2 separate regions of the Macaca fascicularis genome follow, and region 1 is linked to region 2. The links are chromatin contacts, called in public Hi-C maps. All regions are on one chromosome and are shown on one strand. The core of a region is the stretch at or near the end of the contact, and the rest is flanking DNA. Distances in the headings are between cores, read along the strand shown. Region 1 holds the start of ZNF846 (zinc finger protein 846). Region 2 holds the start of LOC102125186.

The links. Hi-C and Micro-C count contacts between places; a contact is called where the count stands out from the background.
Region 1: a Hi-C map of liver shows a contact between it and region 2, with 5 times the contacts expected there. The contact joins the promoter of ZNF846 here to the promoter of LOC102125186 in region 2. A contact is called at or near these places in 2 of 2 Hi-C or Micro-C datasets (liver and skeletal muscle).

The regions. Positions count from the first base shown.
Region 1 is chr19:10,332,409-10,339,111 of T2T-MFA8v1.1, reverse strand. It overlaps ZNF846 (zinc finger protein 846), which reads left to right and starts at 3,856. Exons shown (of 6, transcript XM_065536248.2): 1 at 3,856-4,153.
Region 2 is chr19:10,201,182-10,207,718 of T2T-MFA8v1.1, reverse strand. It overlaps LOC102125186, which reads left to right and starts at 1,506. Exons shown (of 5, transcript XM_074025777.1): 1 at 1,506-1,576; 2 at 3,140-3,234; 3 at 4,173-4,261.

The sequences.
Region 1 (6,703 bases), core at 2,607-5,106, 130 kb before region 2:
CACCCTCCAGCTGCATGACTCCTAAACCATAATTTCTTACCTGTGACTAATGTGTTAGTCCTGCAAAGGCAGTCCAGTCTCCAGGGAAAAGGAGGTTTTGTGAAAGCATTGTTATTGTTTTTGTTTCAGAGTTAAACTATAAACTAAGTTCATCCCAAAGTTAGTTTGGTCTACATCCAGGAATGAACAAGGACAGTGTGGAGGTTAGAAGCAAGTTGGAGGCCGGGCGCGGTGGCTCAAACCTGTAATCCCAGCACTTTGGGAGGCCGAGACGGGCGGATCACAAGGTCAGGAGATCGAGACCATCCTGGCTAATACGGTGAAACCCCGTCTCTACTAAAAAATACAAAAAAAACCTAGCCGGGCGAGGTGGCGGGCGCCTGTAGTCCCAGCTACTCGGGAGGCTGAGGCAGGAGAATGGCATAAACCCGGGAGGCGGAGCTTGCAGTGAGCCGAGATCCGGTCACTGTACTCCAGCCTGGGCGACAGAGCTAGACTCCGTCTCAAAAAAAAAAAAAAAAAAAAAAAAAAAAAAAAAAAAAGAAGCAAGTTGGAGTTGGTTTGGTCAGATCTCTTTCCCTGTAATCATTTTCTCAGCTATAATTTTTGCAAAGGTGTTTTCAAGCCTAGCACCCAGGGCTCTTAAGAAAGACATTCGGCCGGGCGCAGTGGCTCACCCCTGTAATCCCAGCACTTTGGAAGGCTGAGGTGGGCAGATCACGAGGTCAGCAGATCGAGACCATCCTGGCTAACACAGTGAAACCCCATCTCTACTAAAAAAAATACAAAAGACGCCAGGCACGGTGGCTCACGCCTCTAATCCCCGCACTTTGGGAGGCCGAGGCGGGTGGATCATGAATTCAGGAGATCAAGACCATCCTGGCTAACACGGTGAAACCCCGTCTCTACTAAAAAATACAAAAAATTAGCCGGGTATGGTGGCAGGTGCCTGTAGTCCCAGCTACTTGGGAGGCTGAGGCACGAGAACGGCGTGAACCCAGGAGGCGGAGCTTGCAGTGAGCTGAGATCGCGCCACTTGCACTTCAGCCTGGGCAGAGCGAGATTCTGTCTCAAAAAAAAAAAAAAAAAAAGAATAGACATGGTGGCCGGCGCATGTAGTCCCAACTACTTGGGAGGCTGATGCAGGAGAATCACTTGAACCTGGGAGGCCGGGGTTGCAGTGAGCGGATATCGCACCACCACACTCCAGCCTGGGTGATAGAGCCAGACTCTATCTCAAAAAAAAAAAAAAGGTATTCAGGCCGTGCCTGGTGGCTCATGCCTGTAATCCCAGCACTTTGGGAGGCCGAGGTGGGCAGATCACATGAGGTCAGGAGTTTGAGACCAGCCTGGCCAACATGGTGAAACTCCATCTCTATTAAAAATAAAAAATTAGCCAGGTGTGGTGGCACGCTTCTGTAATCCCAGCTACTTGGGAGGCTGAAGCAGGAGAATCACTTGAACCCGGAGGTGGAGGTTGCAGTGAGCCGAGATCGCGCCACCGCACTCCAGCCTGGGCAACAGAGCCAGATTCCGTCTCAAAAAAAAAAAAAAAGAAAAGAAAAGAAAAGAAAAAGAAAGAAAAGAAAAGAAAAAAGAAAGACATTCAATTAAGCTTCTTCCTTTTCCCACAGACTCTAGACTTTAACGTCTTCAGTTGGAATCAACGTGGACATTCAGAACAGTCCCTCCTTAAACACAAAGACATTTCCTACCTCATACCTCATAATCAGGTGATAGGTTGAGAATGTCTCCACAGCCAATCCCATACAGGGGTGTTCAAGAATACAGTTATGGGTTATTAGTTTTTGTTTCTGGTTGGGCCAGTAAAGCCCCTTCCTCATCCCTCTTTTCCACTTATCACTAGAGACAGAAACTAAAAACCATGGCTTCGGCTGCTACAAGACTAAAACAAAACAAAACAAGACAACAATAACAAGGCGACTTGGACAAGCTGGCTAGTAAATCCATTAACGAAGGTCCCGCCCTCATGATCTAATCACCTCCCTAAGGCCTCACATCCTAATATCATCACCTCCAGGGTTAAGATTTACGCATTTGGCTTTGCGGGGTGGTGGCCTGCGGGGAGGACACACACAACATACAACATTCTGACCACAGTGAGGTAGGAGACTGGGCAGGACTTGCTTCATTTCCTGGTCCCTACAGGATAAAGTGAAGAAACCACCTGGAACCAGCAGATGGCACCAAACGCCATCTCTAGTTGCTCTCCTTACTCATTAGGGTAAGACACTCCTACCAGAGCCTTGACAGTTTATAAGTACCATGGCAACAACATGAAAGTTACCATTCACTTCCATAACAACGACCTGGAAGTTACAGCCTCCTTTCTAGAAAGTTCTGCATGGGGGCCGGGCGCGGTGGCTCATGCCTGTAATCCCAGCACTTTGGGAGGCCGAGATGGGCGGATCACGAGGTCAGGAGATGGAGACCATCCTGGCTAACACGGTGAAACCCCGTCTCTACTAAAAAAATACAAAAAACTAGCCGGGCGCGGTGGCGGGCGCCTGTAGTCCCAGCTACTCGGGAGGCTGAGGCAGGAGAATGGCGTGAACCCGGGAGGTGGAGTTTGCAGTGAGCTGAGATCCGGCCACTGCACTCCAGCCTGGGCGACAGAGCGAGACTCCGTCTCAAAAAAAAAAAAAAAACAGAGCAAGACTCCGTCTCAAAAAAAAAAAAAAGAAAGTTCTGCATGGCATACCCCTTAATTTGCATGTAATTAAAAATGAGTATAAATATAGCTAGCCAACAGTACAAAATGCTGATTCTAGGCACACTGCCTAGGTTTTGGCTGTACTCTGGAAAAAGCAACTCTGAGTCAATGGAAGATCCTTGTGTAACATCACCAGTTGAATTCTTTCCTGGGTGAATCCCCAATCATGGCACTTACCTGCATCAATAGCACACTTCTATCTCCTTAGGCACCTGCTTCTAAGCTAAAACTGTCTGCTTGCCAAAAAGATAGAAGAATTTTTATTTTTCATTTGGATAAAGGCGATTAGCTAACACAAATGGCCACCCCAATTACCAGAAAAACTTAGGGTGAACTTCAGAAATATTGTTAACACAGTCATTGTGTTATGAATTTTTTTTTTTTTTGAGACAGAGTCTTGCTGTGTCCCCCAGGCTGGAGTGCAATAGCCCGATCTCGGCCCACTGCAAGCTCCGCCTCCCAGGTTCAGGCCATTCTCCTGCCTCGGCCTCCTGAGTAGCTGGGACTACAGGCTCCCGCTACCACGCCTGGCTAATTTTTTGTATTTTTAGTAGAGAGGGGGTTTTCACCGTGTCAGCAAGGATGGTCTCGATCTCCTGACCTCGTGATCCGCCCACCTCGGGCTCCCAAAGTGCTGGAATTACAGGCGTGAGTCACCGCGCCCGGCCCTGTCTATTTCTTAATGTCTGTAGGGTAAGTGCCAACAGTTCTTCAGGAGTGTTTTGGGTTTTACTGGCCTTTTGCACTTCCATATACATACATTTTATTATAAATAGATCAGGTTCTTCATCAAAACATGTTATTTTGACAGAAAACTTAACTTTCTATATTAAGTAAGGATAATTCAAGTCTTTATATTGAAACTTCTAATCCATCAACAAGGAAGATCTATCCATTGATCTAGGTTATCTTTGACCTCTTTCAATAGTATTTTACACATTTCTCCGAAGAGATATTGCATACTTTGTTGTTGTATTTATTTCTAGTTATTTTACTGCTGTTGTCGGCAGGTAACAAGTTATCTACGGCCGTATAACAAACCACCCAGAAACAGCGCATCCTCGTACAAGCCCCATAAATGCAGAGGAAAGCGAGCAGAGGCATTTCGAGGTCCCTCCATCGTGGTCCCGCCCCCGCCCCGTGCCCGCGCCGGGTTGCGCCCCGCGGTCCCCAGTGAAGCCAGAAGGACGGGGTCCAATCGCTGTCGGCTGTGCGGAAACTGGGACCTCTCCCCAGGATCGTGGAGGACGCGAACTCCGCCCCTCCCACTGCCTCAGGCCTCGGAGACCCGGTCCAGAGCCCTCAGCCGCTTCCGAGCCCGGAGAGGGGAATCAGAAGTGCGCGTGGGCAGAGCGGCGCCTCCTTCACAGTAACCGTCGCTGACCCGCTGGTTTTCCCTGCACCTTCGTCTGCGACCAGGTGGGGCTTCAGGGGCCGCGTCACCACCTGGAGGGAGGGAGACCGGGGCGGGGACTCGGTGAGGGGAGAGATGGGGGGCGGGGACTCAGTGAGGGGAGAGAAGAGGGCGGGACTCGGTGAGGGGGTGACGAGGACTGGGACTCGATGACGGACAGGGTCTCGGTGAGGGGAAGCGGGGGCTGGGGACTCGGTGATGGGGAGACTGGGACGGCGACTCGGGGAGGGAGAGACGAGGGCGGGGACTCGGTGAGGGGATGTCAGGGGCGGGGTCTCAGGAAGGGCAGAGAAGTGGGCGGGGTCTCGGTGAGGGCGAGACAGGGGCGGGGACTCGGTGAGGGAGAGGCGGGGGCGGGTCTCGGTGAGAGAGAGACAGGGATGGGGACTTGGGGAAGGGAAGACGGGGGCGAGGTCTCCGTGAGGGGGAAGAGGGGGCAGGGACTCGGTGAGGGAGAGACGGGGGCGGGGACTCGATGAGGGGAGACAGGGGCGGGGTCTTGGTGAGCGGAGAGACGGGGATGGGAACTCGGTGAGGGGAGAGACGGGGGCGGGGACTCGGTGAAGGGAAGACGGGGGCAGGGACTCGGTGAGGGGAGAGACGCGGGCGGGGACTCGGTGAGGGAGAGACGCGGGCGGGGACTCGGTGAGGGAGAGACGCGGGCGGGGACTCGGTGAGGGAGAGACGGGGCGGGGACTCGATGAGGGGAGACGGGGGGCGGGGTATCGGTGAGCGGAGAGATGGGGATGGGGACTCGGTGAGGGGAGAGACGGGGGCGGGGACTCGGTGAGGGAGAGAAGGGGCGGGGACTCGGTGAGGGGAGAGACGGGGGCGGGGACTCGGTGAGGGGAGAGACGGGGGCGGGGACGAGGGGGAGACGGGGGCGGGGTCTCGGTGAGGGGGGAGACAGGGATGGGGACTCGGTGAAGGGAAGACGGGGGCGGGGAATTGGTGAGGGAGAGGCGGGGGCGGAGACTCGGTGAGGACGAGATGGGGGCGGGGTCTCGGTGACAGGGAGCTGGGGTAAGTGGGGCGGGGTCTCTGTGAGCCTAGATGGGGCTGGTGTCTTAATACGGTGGGGGATTTAATGAAGGCGGAGACCAAGGTGGAGTCTCGGTGAGGGTGGAGATGGAGGTAGGGACTCCCTGTAGGAGGATAGGAGGACCGGGACTCGGTGACGCGGGAGACTGTGGACGGAAGATTACCCAGGTGCTGAGGCAAGAGACTGAAGGCACAAACTGTTTCAGCATAATAAAGAAAATAGTTAGAATAAGAATAGTTATAAATTAGATATAGAGATGATCATGGACATTATCAATCATTAGTATAAACATTAATCATTAGCTTTTAATATTACTCTTTGTTGTATTACTAATATAACCAAGAAATAACTGGCGGGTATAGGGTCAGGTGCTGAAGGGACATTGTGAGAAGTGACTGAGAAAGCAAGAGGTGAGCCCTCTGTCATGCCCGCATAAGGGCTGCTTGAGGGCTCCTTGGTCAAGCGGTAATGCCAGTGTCTGGGAAGGCACCCATTACTTAGCAGACCTTGAAAGGGAGTCTCCTTTCTTTGGAGGAGTCAGGGAACACTGCTCCACCAGCTTCTTGTGGAAGGCTGGATAATATCCAGGCCTGCCCGCAGTCATCCAGAGGCCTAAACCCCTCCCTGTGGTTCTGTGCTTCAATGGTCAGGCTTCTTGTCCACTTTCATGTTCCTGTCCTACTCCTGGTTCCTCTTTGAAGTTCTTGGAAGATAGCGGTAGAAGAAATAGTGGAAGTCTTGAAGTCTTTGATCCTTCTGATAAGTACATAAAAGAAAACGCTGACGTAGGCTACCTTCCCTCTCTGCTTTAGCTACCTATAAGGGAAGGGGGGCCCGCTGTGCTATAATCACGTGACTTGCTTGACCTTATCAATTGCTCGGACGACTCACCCTCCTTACCCTGTCCCCTTGTCTTGTATACAATAAATATCAGCGCGCCCAGCCATTCAGGACTACTACTGGTTTCCGCCTCTTGGTAGTCGTGGTCCCCCGGGGTCCAGCTGTTTTCTCTTTATCTCTTTGTCTTGTGTCTTTATTTCTTACTATCTCTCGGCTCTGCACAGGGGGAGAACACCTACAAAGGCGCTCCAACGTGGGTTTCTCTCTCTGTGAAGTTGCGCTTTGAGCGCGGTACTCAGCGGAGGACTTTCGCGACAGATTTCTGAGGATTGCGGTCATTAAGCTTGGTGATAAGCTTGGGCACTCAGAGTGTCTCGGGGACACCATGGGACAAGCCACTACAAAGTACTTGGCCTATTTAAACTTCATAAGAATCCTTCTTAAAGAAGGAGGAATTTCAATTTCCTTTGACAAGCTAATTGAACTCTTTGAGGTCGTTGATCTCATTTGCCCTTGGGTTCCAACTGAAGGAACTCTAGAACTTAAAGATTGGGATGAGGTGGGCCGACAGTTCAAAATCTGTTGGGCGGGACATGTTATCCCACCAGCCATTTGGACAGTTTGGTCCTCAGTTCGCTATATCTTAGAATCCTTGCAGCCACGGGAGGAGGGA
Region 2 (6,537 bases), core at 257-2,756:
TTAGTCTAAATATTTGCCCTGGCATGCTTATACTGATCCAAACAAGCATTAGGTCATAGCCTGTTCCTTTTCCTTATTTGAAGGTGTTTTGACCCTTCTCAGCATTCCACAAGTTACTTCCTCCTTCCTTTGTTCTCGTCTACCTTTGCCTCTTTTAAAAAGTGACAAGTTGCTAGGCAATCAGGACAAATATAGAATGTGAGGTCCCGTTCCAGCCAACGGAAACCGAATACAGCAGTAGGGTGGAAGCATCAGGTTATAAACGACCCTGTCTCCTTTGTTTGGTGTACTCTCGTGGCAAAACTGCTGGTGAGTGTACCCTTTCTGTAGGAACTAAAAACGTCCTTGCTGAGTAAATTAAATTAATGTTCAAGTGCTATTTCTTCATGGCACCGAGGAACAAGCATTTCAAACATATATATATATGTATACACACACACCATATATATGTATGCACATATACATACATAAATAGAGACAGGGTCTTGCTACTTTGCCCAGGCTGGTCTCAAACTCTTGGACTTGTAGAAAATGAAATAGCGGTTCCTCTTCAAAGGGACTTTCCTCCCAGTCTGAAAATAAATAGTAATCCCTCTTAGAAGCCAAATTTTCTGAAAGATCTGTGGTAATATTCTTAAATTCTACCAGCTGTAATAAAGAAATCAATATACTCTGTGTTCTTAGCTCCCACATCTTAGCCTAGATATTTGCCCGGGCATGCCTGAACTGGTCCGAGCAAGCATTAGGTCATGGCCTATTCCTTTATTTAGAAGTGTTTTTGCCTCTTTCAACAGTCCACAAGTTATTTCCTCTCTTCCTTTGTTCTCCTCTGCCTTTGCCTCTTGTGGGAAGTTCTAAGTAGCTAGCCAATCCAGTCATGTATAGAAGGTGAGGTCCTGTTCTGGCCAATGGAAGATGGACACAGCAGTAGAGTGGACACGTCAAGTTTAAATAACCCTGTCTCTTTTGTTAGTGTGTGCTCTGGTGGCAAAACTGCTAGCCAGTGGCACCCATTCTGCAGAAAGTAAACTAGCCTTGCTGAGATCCTTTGTCTCAGTGTTGATTTTGCCAAACTAAGCACCAGTTCCCAGCAGACTCAAGCTGTGTACCTGCCTTAGTCTCCCAAAGTGCAGGAATTACAGGCGTGAGCCACTGCGCTCTCCCGAGAAAAGCTTTAGAGGAGCATCCCCTGGGATGCGTCCAATCCCTCATCCCCGCCCTTCCAGCCGGACCAGCCGCCTGCACAGCCTGCTAGGCCCGGTCCCACCTCTAAACCGCCCCCGAGTACGGGCCCCATCCCTCGCCCACAGTTCCGTCCGGAGGCCCGGTTTTAACCTCAATGTTTTCTCTGGATCTATTTCTGCATCCTCCTCCCTGTGCTAACCCCAGGCCTTCTCCGCACCCACCCGGGAGGAAACCAGAATTTCTGTGTTTGAAACTCGAGCCCACGAGCCCCGCCCGGCCAGAGGCTCGAAGCGGAAGTGACGTCAGCGCACCCCCGCCATCTTTTCCGGCGCTGGCTCCTCTCGGTCAGTGGGGTTTCGCCTTTATGGTGGCGGAGTCAGCCGCGGCTGTGGTGAGTTCCGCCTGCTTGGCGGTTCCGTAGATAGCAGGGGGCGGCAAAGGAATGATTGCGCGCCGTCGCGCAGGAGCCTCCCGCATCCAGTTCACTTCGCTCGCTTCTCCAGGGACTATCGGTCCTCCCTGCGCAGCCAGTTCCGAGAAGGCTGCACACTCAGCTCACTGCAACCTCTGCAACCTCTGCCTCCTGGGTCAAGCAGTTCTCCTGCCTCAGCCTTCCGAGTACCTGGGATTACAGGCAAGTGCCACCACGCCCGGCTACCTTTTGTATCTTTAGTAGAGACGGTTTTGCCATGTTGGCCAGGCTGGTCTTGAACTCCTGACCTTAGGTGATCTGTCTGCCACGGTCCCCCAAAGTGCTGGGATTATAGGTGTGAGCCACCGCACCCGGCCAACTTTTGAAAATTTTAAATTCTGTTCTTCAGTTATCTTAGGTACATAGTGAAGTTAATAACACACATGGCTGGTGACTACTGAATTGTTCTGTGCAGGTCTGAACTGTCTTCTGGTCATATTGAGGGGTAACAGCATCCACAGGAGATTAGGCTCTAGGGACAAATATCAGACCAATTACTAGGGTTGTTTGAATGTAGGTTTTTTCAGTATTAAATAGAGGTAATGGGCCAGGCATGGTGGCTCATGCTTATTATCCCAGCACTTTGGGAAGCCAAGTCAGGAGGATTGTTTGAGCCCAGGAGTTTGAGACCAGCCTGGGCAACCTGGTGAAACCCTGTCTCTACTAAAAATACAAAATAGCCGGACCCAGTGGTGTGCACCTGTAGTCCCAGCTACTTGGGGGGCTGAAGTAGAAGAATCACTTAAGGCCAGGAGTTCGAGACCAGCCTGGCCAACATGGCGAAACCCCATCTCTACTAAAAACGCAAAAATTAGCCAGGCATCCTGGTGCATACCTGTAATCCCAACTACTCAGGAGGCTGAGGCTTGATAATCGCTTGAACCTGGGAGGCAGAGGTTGCAGTAAGTCGAGATGGCGCCACTGCACTCCAGCCTGGGCAACAGAGTGAGACTTTGTCTCAAAATAATAATAATAATAATAATAATAAGGAGTGACGATGCCTACCTGTGGTCCCAGCTATTCAGGAGGCTGAGGTGGGAGGATCACTTGAGCCCCAGAGGTTTAGGCTACAGAGAGTCGTGTTGGTGCCATTGCACTTCAACCTGGGCAACAGAGTAAGACCCTGTTTCAATAGAGAGAGAGAGAGAGAGAGAGAGAGAGAGAGAGAGAGGATAGATGTAATGATAGCTATTGGGAAGGATGGTTGTAATTAAGTTAGCATGTATATATAAAGCTACTAGAGCTACTTCTGGCATATCAGTCCTCAGTAAATGTCAGTTACTGTCATTAATACTTTTGTTATTGAGTGACGATACTGAGTGAGCAATTTTTGGTGGCCTTCACATCTGTCACCTGCAGAGGCAAAGTTCAGGCATAATGTTTGATGACTGATGTTTCATGCTTGTTGTTTGATGATTGATATGAACAGGACCGCAAATAACCCTGTACAAAGAGAAATGGAGATTGCCTCTATCCACCTAGATTCATAAGCTGCCCTGAGGTGATCTTGGCATCAAGGAAGGGATGCACATCGCACTATCAGCTTCAGAGAATGGCAACCATTGATTTGTCCCATGGTAAGTCCTTGTTGATGCTCTTTTTCAGAGATTCTGCTTTAGGTCACCCTGCACACCACAAGAGTCCAGTGAGCTGGGCCTGAGCAGGCATGCAGCTGATTCTTTTAGGAGGAATTGAAGTGAACCACAACAGAATGCTGTTTGTTTGTTTGTTTGTTTGTTTTTGAGACAGAATCTTGTTCCGTCACCCAGGCTGGAGTGCAGTGGTGCAATCTTAGCTCACTGCAACCTCCGCCTCCCGGGTTCAAGTGATTGTCTTGCCTCAGCCTCCCAAGTAGCTGGGACCACAAGCACATACCTCCAGGCCTGGCTAATTTTTGTTTGTTTGTTTTTGTTTTTGAGACGGATTCTCACTCTGTCTCCCAGGCTGGAGTGCAGTACTGTGATCTCGACTCATTGCAACCTCTGCCTCCTGGGTTCAAGCAATTATCTGCCTCAGCCTCCCATAATTTTTGTATTTTTAGTAGAGACGGGGTATCATCATATGGGCCAGTCTGGTGTCAAATTCCTGACCTCAAGTTATTTGCCCGCCTTGGCCTCCCAGAATGTTGGGATTACAGCCATGAGCCACTGTGCCCAGCCAGGATGCTGTTTTAGAATTCAGCCCTGGTTTGTGTGCCTTAGGAAATGCTACATAAGCTTCATGAGTATTACTACTATGGGCAGATAGAGAGTCACATTTTTCAGGGTGTAAGTTTCCTTGTAAAATGAAACTATTACCCTTTACCCAACAGGCAGCTCGGCCCACATCTGCTTTTCTGGGTCTAGCTGACACAGGACTACTATGGCATTTCATGGCAGTGTTGTGTGTGTACAGTTTTCTCGAGTGTGCAGGAGCATATGGGAATTTCAAGCTAGGATGGAGTGACTTCTAGGCATGAGAATGTGGTTAGGATGGGCAGCTCTGGCTTCTCATTGCCTTCTTACTTTTCCACTAGGGTTTTTTTCCAGGGAACCAGTCTGCCCTTTTGAAGAAAAGACAAAGGCAGAAAGGATGGTGGAGGACTACCTGGCAAATTCTTATCAGGTAAACAGACAATGTACTGTTATACAAAATGACATACTTACATCCAATAGGTAGACACATTTCCTTCTAGACAGACTCATCTCCAGAGTTTTCTTAGAGCAAATGAAGCCTTACTCAAGGACTGAGTCCCCAGATGAATTTCCGCAGGGAATGAAGTCTCCTATATGTAAAGTGTTAAGTTGAAAGTCATCTCAATATCTCAGTAATTACTAATTAAGCTTGACTTTCTTGGTGCTAACTGCATGTTTCTTATATTGCTGGGTTCTGTGACAGATGATAAGAGAGAGGAAAGTGTCCTTTTATCAAATAATTTATTTACTCATCAGCATTTATCAGTTATCTGCAGTGTGCTCAGGAGTGTGCTACATAGAGACCAATGGGACAGGAAGAGCTCCTAACCTGGTTGTGCTGAGATAAAGTGTAAGCAGTTTGCAGTGGCTCATGCCTGTAATTCCAGCTACTCTAAAGGCTGGGGTGGGAGGAACACTTCAGCCCAGGAGATTGAAGCTGCAGTAAGCAGCAGTTGTGCCTGGGTGACACAGTGGGACCCTGTCTTTATATATAAATAAATAAACAGATTGAATAGATAGATAGATAGATAGATGCTAGATAGATAAAAATTCATGTTTAGGAAGGAAGTACTGTTCTAATAAAAATAAAATTTAAAATTTAAAAACGCAAATATTAAAAAGTTAAAAATAAATAGATCAGGAAAAAAAGATTAAAAAAAAAATTTTAAAGTGCTGTTTAAGGCATATGCCTGTTGGAGGTCACCTTTGAGTGTTTAGACACAAGAGCTCCTGAGACATTAAACCCTGGAGTAGATCATGGGAGACCTGAGAACCACGTATAAGTGAGTTTAAGGTTCCCCTTCCTCATTCTCCAGTGAGCATTGGTGGAAGTGTTCATTGGCTCAAACCAGCATGTGTATGATAACATAGGATTCAGTGACGTTTGATGATGTGGCTGTGGACTTCACCCCGGAGGAGTGGGCTTTACTGGACACAACTGAGAAATATCTTTACAGAGATGTGATGCTGGAGAACTACATGAACCTGGCCTCCGTGGGTAAGAGTAACATCACTTTGCTTGGTATGGTGGCCTGCACCTATAGTCCCAGATACTTGGGAGGCTGAGGTGGGAGAATCGTTGGAGCCTGGGAGTTTGATACTAGCATGGGCAGCATTGTGAGACCTTGTCTCTTAAAAAAAAAATTCTAGGCCGGACGCAGTGGCTCACGCCTGTAATCCCAACACTTTGGGAGGCTGAGGTGGGCGGATCAAGAGGTCAGGAGATGGAGACCATCCTGGCTAACACTGTGAAACCCCATCTCTACTAAAAAAAAAAAAAAAAAAAAATTAGGTGGGCGTAGTGGCAGGTGCCTGTAGTCCCAGCTACTCAGGAAGCTGAGGCAGGAGAATGGCATGAATCCAGGAGGCAGAGCTTGCAGTGAGCCGAGATCACGCCACTGCACTCCAGCCTGGGCGACAGAGCGAGACTCCATCTCAAAAAAAAAAAAAAAAATCCTAAAAATGAAGACTAGGCCAGTGATGGTGGCTTACGCCTATAATCCCAGCACTTCGGGAGGCCAAGGCGGGCAGATCACATGTGGCCAGGAATTTGAGACCAGCCTGGCCAACATAGTGAAACCCCATCTCTACTAAAAATACAAAAATTAGGCAGACTTGTTGGCGGGCACCTGTAATCTCAGCTACTTGGGAGGCTGAGACAGGAGAATTGCTTGAACCAGGAGGCAGAAGTTGCAGTAAGCCGAGATTTCACCACTGCACTCCAGCCGGAGTGACACAGTGATACTTTGTCTAAAAAAATTAATTAATTAAAAATAAACACTAGCATCATTTCTTGTAGCCTGTTACAGAGCAGATGTATGTTACATGTTTGCTTGTCAATTCTGAATACAGTGGGGAATAACAGAGACAGTCCCAAGTAACAGTCCCTGCTGTAGTATGGGGGTTTTTTTGTTGTTGTTTATTTATTTATTTATTTTAAATTTAATTTTATTTATTTATTTTTAGTATGTTTTAATTTACGGTGGTAATCCTGGAAACATCATCAACAGCATCAGCTTTGTGCTGTAAGAAATACACATCTTCCGGCCGGGCGCGGTGGCTCAAGCCTGTAATCCCAGCACTTTGGGAGGCCGAGACGGGTGGATCACGAGGTCAGGAGATCGAGACCATCCTGGCTGACACAGTGAAACCCCGTCTCTACTAAAAAATACAAAAAAACTAGCCGGGCGAGGTGGCGGGCGCCTG